2 separate regions of the Danio rerio genome follow, and region 1 is linked to region 2. The links are chromatin contacts, called in public HiCAR-type maps. All regions are on one chromosome and are shown on one strand. Each heading gives the region's core, a stretch centred on a gene start, on an enhancer-like site or on the middle of the called end of the contact. The rest is flanking DNA. Distances are from core to core; before and after follow the strand shown.

Region 1 (5,437 bases), core at 2,886-5,385, 210 kb before region 2:
CAAATCTTATTTTGACACGTATTTTGAGAAAATGCTTTGAATTATAAACAAAATTTAACAATACACTCTGGGCAAATTTATTAGCCTTTTTGTTATGTTTGGGATAAAACTGCTGTAAAAATGCATCAGATAGATTTTTTTTTTCAATTTCGCTTGGCATAAATCTATCAGTCTTGATCAAAACTACTAAATTGTTAAGAAAATTACAGGATTTTAACTCTTTAATTGCCAAATTCATAAATAATGTCACTGGTTTCACACAAAAAATGTTGTATTTTTACTATAAACAGGTATCGTGGACTGGATTTTTTTTTTTAGCTTTTTTCAAAGTCCTGGACATGTGAAACAATATTACCTTTGATGCATTGTTTTTGATTCATTTTAATTTTTTCCATCATAATTTACTGTTGGTAGCTGATTTTTCCCTATTGACTTCCATTATAACCACAAAACTATGACACCATATAATCATGCATTTTTGATTGTTGGTGGTTTTCCCTATTGGGAAGAGGTCAAATTCGTAATTTTTACTGTTGATCATCAGTTTGCACCATTAACCCCTTAGATAGGCCTGTGCAAAAAAAAAGCTTAGTTTCTGGATTTTATGGAGTATAACAGCCGATTAAAGCGTGTGTACATGTGTCTAGGAGAATGTGAGAATGACCTTTTCGCACTTACCTTGATGTGTCTGAGAAAATCAAAATATGCATCTCAGCTCTCAGAACTACATGGAGTAAACAAAAACAAAGATTGTGTATTCATGCACCATCAAATGTGGTTATAGTCAATAGGGCAAAAACAGCCACCAACAGTTAATTAGGGAGAAAAAAATGCCAAGGTTGTTACTAATCGTTCACATGTCCAAGACTGTTATAAAAGGTTAAAAATCCAGTCCACAATTACTTTTTTTATTGAAGATATGTCATTTTTTTGTGTGTTTTTTTTCCACCAAATCAGTGACATCATTTGTGAACTTGGCAATCAAAGTTAAAATCCTGTACTTTTTTTAAACAATTTAGTATTTTTGATCAGGACTGTTGATTAACAGATATATGCAAAAAAAAAAAAAGGAAAAAAAAAGAAAAAAAGAAATCTCATGCATTTTTATTGCAGTTTAATTCAGTGGATGTTTTCATCCCAAACGTAACAACAGCATAGTAAATTTGAGCAGTGCACAAGGGTTAACACTGACGAGTTATGAAAATAAACAAAATAATTATAATCAGCAGTAAAGTGCACATTTAGCTAGCTCCTATTTGTCCTCCTATAGTGTTTTAACGTACTTTATACTGTCCCCTGATGGCCTAAATGAATTCAATTTCTGACAGCTAGATGCATGGGTTGTATTGCAGACTGTTTCATCACTCAAGCACTTGTTTAGACATTTTACTTGTGCCCATTCTCTATTAGACTTACTAGGGAAAATCACATGCTTACTCTTCCATACCATCCCTGCATAAAGGAAGTGTATTATACCTAATATATAAAATTAACTTTGCCAACTGCAAGTGGGTCATGAGACGTCAACATGGGATTAATCTGCACAAGAATAAAGGCTCATTCACACGACAGCAAGATAACTATATTAGCATAGCATCCACTACAGCAGTCAATATCATCTTGTTTATAAGCATGCACTGTAGTTTAAATGTCTGTTGTTGTGACACCGGTGGTCATTAATTGAACTGCATCCAACAACTTATTGCTTGTGCTTGCTTCTCAGTTCCCCTATGCACTCAATGGTACTATAAATGTTCAGAGGAATGAATGATACATGTGTTGTGTGCTTTTTTCTCAAACATGGCAGTGGTGAGAAATCAGCCGTTCAGAAAGCACATGATCATGGTGATGCTCCTGCGCTGGCTTTATGTCAACAGATTAAGTCATTAAAATTACCCTTTTGATAGTTTCATTATAAAGTATTTGAGACTATAGACTACAGTAGGCATGGGATGATAACCGTTTTCAAGGTATACCGCGGTTCGGAAAGTCAAAGTTTTAAAACCGCCAAAGTTTTCTGTAATATCGTTTCTACGTTATATATAAGATTTTTTATTTACGTTTTTTTTAGGATAACAGTATGTCCAGCAGAAAATATATCCAAAGATGCCGTTTTAAATTGTAAAGAAATGTGTGTTTTTGAAACTAATGAAGACAAGCAGAAGTCAATGATTTATTTGAATTGTTTAGCCTGACATGTTTACTGCTCGAAAATATTTTAAAAGTTTCTCAAGATAATACATATTGTGTTCAAAGGGGAAAAAATGTTTCGTTTTTTTACCCAGACATTTAAAAAGAGCATATATTAGAGCAGTAATCACAGTACTGTGAAACTGTGGTATTATTATGCGAGTTATCATATACAGTCAGAAAGTTATACCGGCCATGACTGTAGTTTAAATAAATTCCTTTTATTTGCATGACACTGACATTACAGTACAGAGTGGTTCTTTTGGGATTTTTTTCTGACCAATGACCATATGTTCATGTTTTATTGAATGGAAGAGAGACTCTCGGGAACGGGTGTAAATGTCACATCCTGTTGATTTTCCTGGTTAAAAACATAGTCCCTAAAACAAAAATCATTCTACAAGTAGACATAGACAGACTAGAAAGCCAGGGAGGGTCTCATTTTTAGAAGTTTCATTACACGCTATTTATACATTGGCAATATTTCTTATTGATCATCCGCTAGTAAAACATAATCTTAAAGTGATTCCAGCAGGACATTAATTATCTGTGCTATCGTAGTTAAAGCTGCAGTGTGGACTTACTTTATGACTTTAAAACTCCCATCTCGCAAAGACCAATATGAGAGAACTACCTATGAGCAATTATTCAATATCAGTAACAAATGAACTGGTGTCTTGTAACTTATGGTAGGCTATACTTAATAGACATACACTTGACAATTAAAAAAATTCAAAGCACAGTGCAAAACAAACAGCAGCAGATGAGCGATAGTATGACCTGTCAAACAAGAAGCCTCTCATCATATTTACCTTCCATGACAATAGCAGGACATTCATAATAGCCAGCAGCGGGCACGGCCCGTTCTCGTTCTGTGTGATGATCGGAGTGTTCTCCTCCTTCCACTTTATCCACTTGATTTGGTAAAACGACTGACCGGTCACCCTGTCTTTGGGACAGGGGATTTTCGTCCCCTCGGCCCCGTATTCACTCTGAATAGCCAAAGCCAGTCCCTTCTCCTCCAGTCCTTCACTGTTGAGGTCTGAACTCGGACAGGAGTTCAGGTTGGAGAAGGACTCGAGTGAATCAAAGCTGCGGGACTCTCCCGCGATGCTGGGCTCACTCCCACTCGGGGGACCCTCGGAAACGGTGTGATCGTTTGAATTAGGGCTCGCAGATTTTGCTTTGTCCGGACACAAATAAGCAGGCTTGGACACCTTCGTCGCTTCTCCGTCTAAACCGTCCGCTTGCACATTATTGATGTCGGGTTTCTCTCCCGTGAGGTTGTTTACTAACTTTGAGGTGCCACCCTCCTTATTCCCAGCAGCGGTCACCGGCGACTCGTATCCCATTCCGTTGCTCAGCTGATCGGCCGCATCGGGCGACAGTGTCTCCGGTAAAACGCTGGTTTTACCGTGTGTGGTTTTGCTCACCGTCTCAGCAGCATCTGATGTCTGTGTGCAGGGTGTAGCATTAGCACCGCTAGCACTTGCACAAGTACTCAAAGTCTCTCTCTTCTCGCAGACATCTTTCATTCCGCCGGCTGTTTTGATATCTGCAGGCTCCGCGGGAATAGCGGTGCACAGGACACTTCCTCCTGCGTCTCGATGAGGGTTTGCATTCTTCTCCATTTCGCTGAACGCATCGACGACAACCTTTAACTAGATGGCAAGCTCCAGTCTCAGCTCCGACGACGCCATGACATCTCCACCTCTGACGTCATCCCTTCATGGACCCTTATTTACCGAGCCCGACTATTCACAACCACCGACTGTATGTCATTTTTACTAGCAACTTAAAGGGGTAGTTCGCCTAAACACCAGAATTATGTCATCGTTTCTTCAATGTGATGTAGTTCCAAACTTGTACGATTTTTGTGTTGTTTTACTTATATTATTAGAATAAACTATTCTGATTAGAATAAACTATTCTGAGAGGACAAATGTGGACTGAGGTTGTCATATATTCATTTCTTTCGGTGATGCACATAAAAGGTATGCAGGATTGTTGAAGAAAATAGTCATTCAAGCCTGTATGCAACCTTTAAAATAATGGTCGCCCTGTAACAACTTTAAAGAATTACTTTCTGTGAGCAAAGGTGTTGCTTTTCTTTTTCAGGCCATTTTTGGTCGTTGATTTGTTTTATTGTTTTCTTTATTTTGTATATTATGTATTATTTATATTCATGACAAAATATTAAAATAAATGTGTAGATTTTTTATCCAGATTACTCTCACAAAAGTATGCACGCGATAGATTAATGTAATCTTTCGTAGATTTGTAATTTCTCCTCACATATGGTGGTCACGTGTGAAAGACAGTACGTTTTCATGGACATTGACGTGACATCACGCAGTGTATTCCATAATAAACCACAATAAACCCGTTTAGTAATGCTTATATTCACCGCACGGTGGCAGCATTGACCTAGTTAGTTGATTTGGGTATTGTTTGTACCCTTGTGTTTGTGTTCTTTGGGTATATTAGATCCCTGACGAGAGGTAAATCTGACAAAACCTTTCATTAGGAACGTTTTAATAGACGTTTTCTATGAAACCATGCCAACACATGTTTAATTTTTGGTTACAATGATTTAACTACAGTGACTATGGAGGTTTTATTTGGAGTAAAATCATTGTGACAACAAACTAACTGTGATTTTGAACTATTGAACTATAATATTTGTAGCATAACGGTGTTAAAACAAGTGGCTATGACACATTTACTATAATAAAACCATGGACAATTTTCGAGATGGTAGTTTATAAAAGTGTAAATGGTTTTTATTCAAAAAATTATTTTTGTCAGGGTTAGAAGTTTGGTTAGTCGAGATTAAAAGTAAAAAAAAAATTACTGTAACAGTTGAAGTGGATGCAAGTTTGCATTTAGCTAAGGTTGAGTGAAATATAAACTACAAACTGTACCTTGATTTTCAGATTTAATATCTGAAAAAAATATCACCTTTATCTATGACAGAATTTATTCATTTATTTATTATGTTGTTCATTCATTCATTCATTCATTCATTCATTCATTCATTCATTCATTCATTCATTTATGCTAGAACTATACAGACACGTACACGCATTTGGCTGGAGAAAACAACTCAGAGAACCACACCCAATTATACTTTCAGTTTTAAACGGCAGTAATTGTCTTCTCTAATACAATTTATGTCATTAAGTTCAACAGAAGTCTCGACATTATATTGTCTTTCTGGCTGTTTTATGAGGCCGTGGGCGGGGTT
Region 2 (5,269 bases), core at 1,516-4,015:
TAAGACCATCTGCCAGCTTCTGGGCAGCTTGTTTGGCCTGCATCTCCTGAAATGAGCATTATAGACAATCACATGACTGCACTACTTCCAGAATACAAATTGAGACATGAACAACACACATACAAAAGCAGCAAACATGTATAATTTTTACACAGTCGATTGGGAGTATTCAAAAGTATGTTGAAATTGTTCATGTTTCTGTGGGATAAAACTTTTTGAAATGTTGAAATGTCGTTGGTCAATATGATTACTCAAACCTTTGCTATGGACACCTACCAGCTGCTTTCTGGTCTGCTCTTGCAGAAGGGCTGCCGACTCCTCTAATGACAGTAACTGGGCTGGACTGTGGTGCAGTGGTGGAAGTTTAGCTGCGGTGATGTCATCCAGGTGTTTTCGGTCTTGTTGTTTTCTGGCTTCTGCAGTTAGTGGTGTGGTGCTGCCAGACGCCTGACTAGATGATGGAGACTCAGATTTTGCAATTAACCTAAGAAACAAACAAGAAACAGGCGAGCAAGATTATAAAAAACCTAATTAATATGTAGATGGGAATTATAATTTGCTTTTGCTAACACCATGGAGGGGGCAAGTAAACATGAGATACTATATAAAGCCATAAGTAGTGTTTAAGGCTAAATATTCATAGGATAATGTTTAGCATTATTTGATTTATCACAATAACTTCTTAAGGTTGAATTCAAACAATAGTGTATTTTGTGGGAAAAGTACTGTAAATATGGTCATGTTTTCATATTATGTTATAATGTACAGTGCTACCCTTTTGAAAATAGTTGCAAATCAGGGATGTTAAAACACCACCCACAATGCTAAGGTATTCAGGGCTGTATTCTATTTTTAAAGGCAAATAGTTTAATTTTGTTTTGTTTTTTGTTATGCCTGGGAAAGAGATTTGTTCAAGTGTGTAGATTGTTCACATCTAAACCCAACTTTGACCAAGAGTTAAACGAGGTAAAACTCTTATGAAAGCCTTAAAATTGGTTAAAAACAAGAATGCCCTTGGGTTGTTTTGTTTTTTTTTTGGTTTAGTAAAAAATTTTTTTGAAAGCTCGTTTTTTTTTTATTTTTTATAGTATTTTATTATTTTTATTGACTACTTCCACAACTGTCTGACATATTGAGTAAGAGTTTCAAAATGACTATCGTCATAATATTGATCAAGAGTGACATAAAATGTGTGTGAACTCCAACATAACTATTTAGACAGTGTTTGAATTGCGAAAAACACAAGATTTAAGCATAATAATGTAGTATTCGTTTTGATCTTAATTTAAAAGATGTGTAATAATAGTGTATTTCCACTCACTGGTTTGGTTTGAATCTAGATTTCTTCATATTCACACTTTCCTCTGTCTTCTCCAGGACTTCTATGTAATGTGGTTTCTTCAGTGGCTTAGTGTCCAGAAAGGGCTTACTTGGAGGCTGAGTTTTGATATTGTCTTTGTTAGAGCCATTATTGCTTTCAGCAAATGTTACTCGTCCAAATGCCTTCACAAGCTCTGTGTCTTTCAGCAATGAGGCTGCTGCATTCACACCGGCTGTTTCTAGTGTTTCAGCAGCCTGCAGACGGGCTGTCAAAAACTCCTCCTGGCCAAACAGATCACCATTTTCCTGTACGCTAACCACGTCAGTATTGACATTGGCTTCCTTTTTGTCATGGGATGGGATAACTGTGTCCAATTTTGAGTCTAAATGATTATCTTTGCTTCGCTTGGCAAGGGCTTGCTGATATTTCGACTGAAACTCTGTCCGGACAGAGATTAAACCTGCTTGCTTTCTCTCCTCCTCCTCCAGATGCCCGAGTGCAAGATGCACTTTCTCCACAAACTCAGCAATCTTCTTCCCCTTATCTGGGAGGGTTTGAATAAATCTCCTGAAAGAGATTATAAAACACTATTCATGCTTCATTACGATTATGAGGTCTTTTATACAATACAAGCGGTTTCAAAAATTATTCAAAAAACAATACAAAAAAACAACTTATGAAATAAATTAATGTCCATCCATTACTTCAACAACTGTAAGCACACTTCTATTTTCACACACAGGTATGTTAAAAGGACAGTTCACCGAAAACGCAAATTCTGTAATAATTTACTCAATACATTTACTTAATTCACATGTTTATGGGTTTTTTTCTTCTGTTAAACACAAACGGTATTGGCATTTGGTGATATTTGTTTTTCATACCATGGAGGTCAATAGTTACAAGTTTTCAGCTTTCTTTAACATATATTTTTCTGTACGAAAAGAACGAAACTCGTAAAGGTTTAGATTCACTTGAGGGTGAGAAAATGCTTATCGTTGGATGAATTATCTCTCCAAGTTAACTGTAAAATTAACTGTCAGTTGATCTGGAATGATCCAGAAGTTTATCAACATAGACATCGAGCCAATAAGCCAAACGTTTGTTGTTTAGTTAGACGCCAATCATGAATAACACATTTAGGATAAATATATACGTGGGTGTAAAATAAAGTACCTGAAATCACTTACTTATTAGACAGTATCTTTTCTTGTCGTGAAAGTATTTCAAGGAGCTCATCTTTACTTTTGTTTCTCAGATCACCCACTTCCCCCTGTCGCGCTACCCACGACGGCAACATGATCAAATATGTGAAGAATAAATAGATTAGTAAAAGTTTCACAATGACACGCTATAAAAATTCATAACTGACAGGGGATGCTAGATATCAACTTGTGCCGCCATTTGTCAAAATGTGCAAAGACTGTGAAGTAAGCGACGAGTATACCACAGCAGATGTGTCACGTACATTACAAATTAAAAGACCCAAACTTGTGGAAGTGGAAGCGGTTCCAGTTGAACATATTTAAAGTTAGCGTCCTAGATTTTTTGTTTGTTTGTTTATTTGTTTGTTTTATAAGATTTAAATAAAATCTACTAATATCCTAACAATAGCATGTAAATTGGGTCGTTGAGAAATTAATTGTTTACCTTTATTTTTATTAGAAGGACAAAAATTAATTTTTTTTTCGTGAAAATGCTGCATGCAAGGCAGAATAAAGCTGTTAACAGCTTTAAAAGAATTGTTATATTCGTTTTTTGATAAGACATTTAGAAAATCTGTCTACGGAGAAAAGATTAAAAAATGAAGTGGTGTCCTCTGCTGGTCAGACTAATGTACTTCACTATGAAGCTTCAAAACATAAGGACGGTACAGTTTACTGTACTTTATAATAAAGGAAAAACAAAAGCCACTGAACAATATTTATCTCATTTTCTCTGTCATATACGTTTCTCTGTCAGAAATACGCAATCAATTCCCTTATGTGCCATAAGTAGGACTTATTTCATATGTTTTAATTTTCCATTTTAGCCATTTCCATGATTGTTTTAGAAAACATATATATATATATATATATATATATATATATATATATATATATATATATATATATATATATATATATATATATATATATATATATATATATATATATATATATATATATATATAAACAATTTCAAAATAAAGTTGGGCACAGTCTCTAATAAACAAACAAAAATCAAACCAGAAGCAAGCTGAGTAGGAATATCTTCAAAACAAACAAACAAAAAAAAAACCTTTGAAATAATTACTGGGGCAATATTTATACATTAGTTTAAAAATATATCTTCCTTTTACTTTATTTCTTATTAAAAATATATGTGTGGTGAGTTATACACACACACACACACACACACACACACACACACACACACACACACACACACACACACACACACACACACACACACACCCCATATATATATATATATATATATATATTAATATTATTATTGCTTGAACTGACATTACAAGAACATCAGAGCAAAGTCCAAGGGATCACAGACAGTGAGACAGATCTTAAAGAAGGTTAATAATATACATAGTCATAAGAAAAAATATAATCACATACAAACGCCAATAGCATACCATTGGGCAAAAAGGGAAACAATAAAAAAATAATAAGAATTATTGTATTATTAATAATAAAAAAATAATACTAGAAATACTAAATTAAGTAAACAAAATTAAACGAATGAAATTACAATGATAGCTAAATAACCATAAGGAAAGCAACTACAATCGAGGATCTTCTTTAAATACATATGCATAACATTTTAGGAGGGAGTAAATTCTATTCCAAAATGAGCGACGGGTGGGTTATTATTTGCGAATTTATGTTTGTGAATGAAAAACGAGCCATATATGATAAAACAAATCTGATGTGTTCCAGGGGTTTATCTTTTGGACTATTTATGTGTGGTGATTTCCTTCGTGTGACGTAATAAAGAATGAGCTGCTGTGTTCCGATGCGGTGTTGTCGTAAAGCTTCCTAGTATTTTCGAGACCGCCAGCCATCATAAGGACGGGAGTTAACGCTAGGCTGAGCTTTGCGCTCCGGCGACAACTAAAGAGCAATCATGACGAGTGGGTATTGATTGGTATTATTATTTTTATTTTTGAAAGATATTATATCAGCTTCAGTTATCATTTATGAAAGTACTTTAAGTTAATCCTCATTTTAAGAGCAGTACGACAGCAAGGCTAACAAACTAGCCAGTTAGCTTATTCTGTGTAAAGTCCACGAAATCAAATCACAAGAAAATCCCTTTAAGCCATCAATTTACAGTGGCTCTAGTGAACGTTAGTTATTTATTGCATATGATAGAACACAGAAAACATGTGTAATCTAACGTTAATAGTTTCTTTAACCGGAGATGACAGATGTTTAACATTAGCAAACTTAAACTGCAGAGTCAGTAATATTGTGTACTACTAACACCATTCAGCAAAAACCCAGCGGGAATCATTTTGTCTTAAGAGAAATCGTTTTATTAGAGCAGAGAGTCGTTTGTTTTGCGTTATCGTCGATCATTTGTCTCAGCGTTTTGTACGGATGTTATTGTTGTGAAAGCTCTCTGGCGCCCTCATTGCCACGTCGCATCACTGCCACACATTATTGTTATTAATGTATGTAGATTCACTGAGCATAAATCAGTGTTTGCAAGTTTTTCTGTACAACGTCAACTTTTGTACACAACCTCACTTTTGTACATTTTACTGATCTTCTAATCGCAGAGACTAAAGGTGAAATAGGTTAAAAAAAACAATAGTTCACCCTAAGATTAATTACATTAAGAACTGCTAATATTTTTTGTATTTAATTACCAGTTTTCTAACATGTTTTGTATTAATGTGTAACTGTGCCCTTATTTAATGAAATGTGTGTTCATTTTCATATATTT

What was found. HiCAR-type assays count read pairs that join an accessible place to other places.
Region 1: a contact with region 2 is called in a HiCAR-type map of caudal fin, with 4 times the contacts expected there. The contact joins the promoter of mindy2 here to the promoter of polr2m in region 2. A contact is called at or near these places in 3 of 18 Hi-C or Micro-C datasets (caudal fin, hematopoietic stem cells and an unstated tissue) and 3 of 4 datasets of contacts at active chromatin or transcription factors (caudal fin, embryo and gastrula embryo).

What each region holds. Positions count from the first base shown.
Region 1 is chr7:30,463,990-30,469,426 of GRCz12tu, reverse strand. mindy2 (MINDY lysine 48 deubiquitinase 2) reads right to left here and starts at 4,135. Exons shown (of 9, transcript NM_001004517.1): 1 at 3,003-4,135. The coding sequence starts at 3,821.
Region 2 is chr7:30,255,913-30,261,181 of GRCz12tu, reverse strand. polr2m (RNA polymerase II subunit M) reads right to left here and starts at 2,765. Exons shown (of 4, transcript NM_001346180.1): 1 at 2,512-2,765; 2 at 1,322-1,888; 3 at 277-484; 4 at 1-46. The coding sequence starts at 2,621. It overlaps serf2b (small EDRK-rich factor 2b), which reads left to right and starts at 4,362. Exons shown (of 3, transcript NM_001160335.2): 1 at 4,362-4,451. The coding sequence starts at 4,445.